Regions from separate parts of the Triticum aestivum genome. Here region 2 is linked to region 1. The links are chromatin contacts, called in public Hi-C maps. All regions are on one chromosome and are shown on one strand. Each heading gives the region's core, a stretch centred on a gene start, on an enhancer-like site or on the middle of the called end of the contact. The rest is flanking DNA. Distances are from core to core; before and after follow the strand shown.

What was found. Hi-C and Micro-C count contacts between places; a contact is called where the count stands out from the background.
Region 2: a Hi-C map of leaf shows a contact between it and region 1, with 4 times the contacts expected there. The contact joins the promoter of LOC123069627 here to the promoter of LOC123069626 in region 1. A contact is called at or near these places in 2 of 5 Hi-C or Micro-C datasets (both in leaf).

The regions. Positions count from the first base shown.
Region 1 is chr3B:261,658,914-261,661,731 of IWGSC CS RefSeq v2.1, reverse strand. LOC123069626 (phosphatidylinositol transfer protein 3) reads left to right here and starts at 1,510. Exons shown (of 6, transcript XM_044492532.1): 1 at 1,510-1,681; 2 at 2,711-2,818. The coding sequence starts at 2,760.
Region 2 is chr3B:261,840,967-261,843,686 of IWGSC CS RefSeq v2.1, reverse strand. It overlaps LOC123069627 (pre-mRNA-splicing factor SPF27 homolog), which reads right to left and starts at 1,356. Exons shown (of 7, transcript XM_044492534.1): 1 at 983-1,356. The coding sequence starts at 1,231.

The DNA of each region.
Region 1 (2,818 bases), core at 261-2,760:
CGCCATAGGGGTCTTCGGCCCGACCCACTTGATCGAGAGACGACGTGGTGAGTACACTCTAGTCCAGTACACCGTTATATAAGAATATGGTGTGCATATGTGCATTCATATGGATGAATATATGTGCCTGTACGTGGGCATCTGTGATTGCTTAGTGTTAAAAAAAGAATCCATCGTGTGAAATACAACAGTGGGCATGCTCTTTAATTAGATTTTGTGAATATTTAATGTACATCCTTCCCCGCAAAAAGAATGTACATTCATTTACCTTAAAATTTGCTTTGGATTTTTATTGTTTTATTTTATTGTTGAGAAATACACTGTAGATGCATACGTTCACAAACACTCATGGACACTCATCTGATGAAGGCACACATGCACAACCTACCTCTACAGGTACCTCTGAGACTAAGCCAGCATATCTTTAGAGCAACGAAGTTGCCAAAGACGCTTCGCAGTTGACAGGCATATTATCTACTCCCATCGCTGAAATAGTAGCATAAGAAAAACCAAAATAAAATCATGAAAATTCAACTACCCATGTCAGATTTTATCACAAAGAATCTAGCGATCTAAGCTTAGTTATCTTTTCCAAAATTGTTTATAAGCACACGGTTCTGAATATTGACCGCACATTGATTTAGCCATGTTTGTATTGGGCACCAGGTGAAACCTTAGGCCCGGTTCGCTGGCCAGGTGGTAGTGTCGTCCCCACCTTGAAGGTGATGCCTGGGTGCCCATGATAGCTACCAGGGTTGAAGCCGGAGGTGGTGGTCACATTGGTATCTACGAGAAGGATTTTAGCAATGTGTCTATGGTTATAGATTTTCACGGTGCAATTACTCCGTCGTTAGTATCTGTTGGATGACGTCTTCTTCGAGTCTGATTGATTTCTACTGTTCACTCGTCGACTTTTAGGTGCTAAGGATGGATGGCGCGTTGACCCAGCCTGGCTGAAGTCGAGGCGTGCTTTCAAGGTGTTCTGTTTTGGTCGCGACGCGGTCTTTAAGGTTCGAGTCTTGTTTGTTTTTAAGTTGCTCACCGAAGGGGTCATGTGGTTTTGAGCTTAGAATCTTGCCTCCTCGCCATATATTGCTTGAGGTTCGACTAGGCGAGTTATTTTGTTGTTGTAAGTATGGTGTTGTGCACGCCAAAAGACGTTGTATGAGTCGCCTTACTTTTTTTATATGATATTGATCTCTCTCTTTAATGTATCCTTGAAAATAAATATCAGACGGTCTTTAAAATCCCTTTGTCGAACGATCAAGGGCATATGCTTCTTTTCCATATGATAGGCATAGACCTTGCGAAAGAAACGTCAAGCGGATCCTTATAGGTATAGGTGTGCATAGGTGTGCGTGCGTGCGTTCATAAGTGAGTATATGTGCTTATGTGAGCATCCGAATATGTACTAGTGTGTTAAGAATAGAGAAATGTTTCTTGACTTTTTTTTGGACTTTTATACCTTGCAAGTCCTTGTGGCACATCTCTCGCTAAAAGAAAAATCTGGAGGAGCATCCCCTGGCGAGTGGCGACCACCTCCTACTGAAACCGACGCGCGGCGCCCCCACGGCCGCTGCGGCAGACACCTGACGGCTGACGCGCCAACGCCTGGCTGGTGCTCCTTCCGCACGGTGGCGAGGCGACTTTCCGCCCCTCCGCCCGGTCTCGCACGCCCCGCGTACGCCGCTTCCCCCTCCCCCGCTCCGCTTTATCCCTCCTCCGCCTACCCCACTAGGCCACTACTGCTCGGCTCTCTCAGCTGCTCCACATTTCCTCCACGGCTGCTCCTCACGGGGGATCCTTCCGAGAACTTGCGGTGCCTAGCGAGCGATCTCGCCGTGTGGTGGCGCCCGTCCTCGCCGGCGCCGAGAAGCGGGATCCTGATTCCCGAGGTGCGTGGCCGCCGCCTGCATCCCGGTCCCTCCTGTTTTACTGGTTCAGGCAGACACGCCAACTGTTGCTGTGTGCTCTTTGGTTTTTTATAGAGGCCGGTTCGATCGATTGTAGTTTTCTCGAGTTCTAGATCCCTCGTCGGCGCTTGTCTGGTGTTGTTTTGGGCGACTGGATGTGAGGAAATTTGGTAGATTTCGATCTGCCCCCCCTGGAATTCTAGCGATTTTCCCGCTGGTTACCCTCCTGGAAGATGGGAACCGCAGGTAGTTTGTTCGCCTTGGCTTGATCTCGACCTGTTTGTTCTTCAGCCCACGTAAAGCTGCGTGTAGCATCAGTAGATCCAGTTCTGCAGGGTGAAAGGGACAACTGATCGTATCTAAATATTCCAGTGTTAGCGCGTCTTGATCGTTAGGTGTTCCATCAGGCACCAGTATTATAATCGACGCTACAGTGGAATTAGTGCCTTGCGCTTATAGGTTCCTCTCCTCCCATTTCCTTTCGCCAAAAAAAAGGTTCCTCCCATTTCAGAGGTTCCCATGGTTTGCGGCTCATCCTGTTAATTTCCTCTCTTTTTTTCAGCGGCTCTTGGAGCTGTGCGTTTTTTTATTATGAATTTCTTAGTTTTTCTTGTTCTAGCTACAAACCAAATTTTGTTAGTTTTGTACTACGTTGTTACCTGAATTTTTAGTTATGTCACACTCCTTCCATCACACTGGCTTACTGAGTTGTCATTCTGTTCCTTCGCCAGTTTTCTTCCCATATGAAGATGGAGATAATTTATGGGCATTCATCCGTGTGATAATATTTTTTGCAGGTGTTTCAGTTACATATCTGACAAGAGTCGTTCCCCTTTAGTTAGCAAAATGTCATTTCTATGGAAGTCAAGCAATGGTGGTACAACGGAGAAAACCTTGACCTTGGA
Region 2 (2,720 bases), core at 107-2,606, 180 kb before region 1:
ATTACAATATGAAAGAAATGAACTTCATAGCTAAACAACGTGACATCCTACACTAGAGTCCGAAAATTCAACAGCAATCTTCATCAAACAATACAGCAAAATTACCTCTTTTTTTACACAAATCAATTAGAATTAGGCAGCATTCATAGTGTTGTGCTTTAATGTTCAACAGCAAAAGGTGCATATTTCATCTTCAATGGTTCAACGTTGATCCCATCAAAACAGCTATTCACTGTTGATAGGGAAAACATCCAGCGGTAATTTGCTCTTCAAATCAAATTTGTGAAGTAATTTTCAACTAAATTGTCTGATACAGGTTTATAGCAATCCAGAGTGATTGGTTGATGAAAATTGAGAACGTAAGATATCCTTAAGCATACACCAACCATATAAGACTGAACCAACATAGTTGAGTCCTTTCTTCAGGGTAACTGAATGTGGTATTCCGCAATGTTGTTCCCCGGGTACACATCCGACAGGGAAAATTTATTTCAGACCAGTTCTACCTACAACTCCCAATTCCATATGACAACCTATCAGCCTACAGCTCTCACTTGCATATGACAACGTACTAGCTTACAACTCCCAATTGCATACGGGAACCTCTTAGCCTACAAATCCCAATTGCACATGGCAACCTCTTAGCCTACAGCTCCCAATAGCATATGGCAACCTCTTGGCCTACAGCTCCCAATTGCATACGGCAACCTCTTAGCCTACAGCTCCCAATTGCATATATAGTTCTCGAAAGAGCTATTTCCCAGCTAAAGTCGTGATGATGCAGGAATAATTTGTAAACAACCTAAACATCAATTATGTCGAAACTCCAAAAGCTAAAATAAAAAAGAAATAAAACCTCAGTGCATCCCTTCTAAGTAGTATACAAGTATAAATCTTCGACGGCTTGGCCCTAATTGTCTCCTCAGACCGCTAAGCGTTGGATCAGCGTCCTAAAAACAATAGAGGGGGCGCAAGAACCCACCTCGAATCCAATGATGAGAACGGGGGGCAAGTCACGGAGGAAGTCGGCGGGCTTGCGGTGAGCGCGGCGCATCTCCTCCTCGACGAGGCGGTCAACCTCGCGCTTCACCGCCGGGTCGCCGTAGTCCCCATCGATGTAGGGCAGCGCGTCCACCGTCTCAGCGTCCGGAGGCGGGCGCCAAGGCACACCCGCAGCCTCGGACGGTGGCGCCTCCAGCATAAGCACCTCCCTCGTCGCCGACGAGGCCATCACGGCGGCCGCGCGTGAGCAGGTAGCCGCGAGCCAGAGAGAGAGGGAGAGAGGGAGCGGGCGCGGTGTAGGTTAGGGCGTCGCGCCGGGGATTAATGGGGCTGGAGGAAGAAGCTCAACGCGCATGGGCCGCTTTGCGTTTTGGGCTACGTAGGTCATTAAATGCTCTCAACACTTCAACAGAGAACGAGCAGAGAGACGCGCGTTCGTGGGTACCACTCGGCGGCGTTTAGGGCCCAGTTCTTTGGGCGGCTTTTCCATAAGCCGTTCTTAAGAAGCTCTTTCATATTTTCTTTCGCTTCTCAACTAGTAAGAGATAAAGTCCACTAAAAAAATAGTAAGGGATAAACGACCACGTGACACATGTGGTAAGCAATCCAAACAGTTAAAAGAATAAGAAATAAAGAAGCTTAGATTAAAAGAAAAATCTCGCAGAAAAAAGATTAAAAAATAAAAAATGTTCATGTTTTAATAGTTTATAATTTTTTTAAATATCATGATTTTTAAAGTGAATGTGATAAAAATAAAAACACAAAAACCAAACACGACCGAGCAAAACCTAGCGGAAAAACATAGAAAAAATAAAACAAATAAAAACTACCCTGGAAAAACCAACCTTCTAGAAGGCTCTCGAGACGGTGGGGAAAATCTACGTGTGCCGGCCCACATAGGACACTATTGCCTCGGGCTATGAGCCTACATACTGCTTAAGGCGCCAAATTGGAAATTGCAACCAAGCGAGCAGAGACGCGTTCACGCACACAACATGACTAGGCTCTGGCTCACAACCTCTTTTCTCTTACTCGCAATCATGAAGCCTTTCACGCTTCGGCCCATCCATGAGCTTTTGGGTTTCCGTCTCTCGCCATCTGTAACGATGGTGGCACTGGTTGGGAGCCATCATCCTATGCTACATAGACTCATATGTCATGTGCTCGCCCCATGCAGCAGTGAACTAGTGATCGCAGCGCTAGTCGCACCCAACGACAACCGACTCGGGTGTTGCCATAACGTGATGGCGACTCTTGTGGAGAAGTATTTGAGACTCCCAACATCACTTGACCAGTCGATAGATTCCCAGTTCGAACATATTGTCACCAAGATAAAAAAAGATAAGGAATGGAGGGTACTAAGTAGTGAAGGGAGAGAAGTTCTGGTAAAATCAATGTGCCAAGCATACTCGATAAGATTTTTTTAAGTTGTTCATGAAGATGTGCTAGAAGATTATTGTCGGTACTAAAACCGTCTAATCTCGGGTAGGGGGTCCCGAGCTGTGGATCTGAGAACGATGGGTAACAGGAGACAAGGGGAACAATGTTTACCCAGGTTCGGGCCCTCTCGAAGAGGTAAAATCCTACGTCTTGCTTTGATTGTATTGATGATGGAGTATCGAGTACAAGACGGTCTACCTCAAGATCGTATGTTGTGTTCTAAACGCTAAGACTGGTAATTGTGATTGTGTCCCATGCACTAAAACCCCACGATTTAT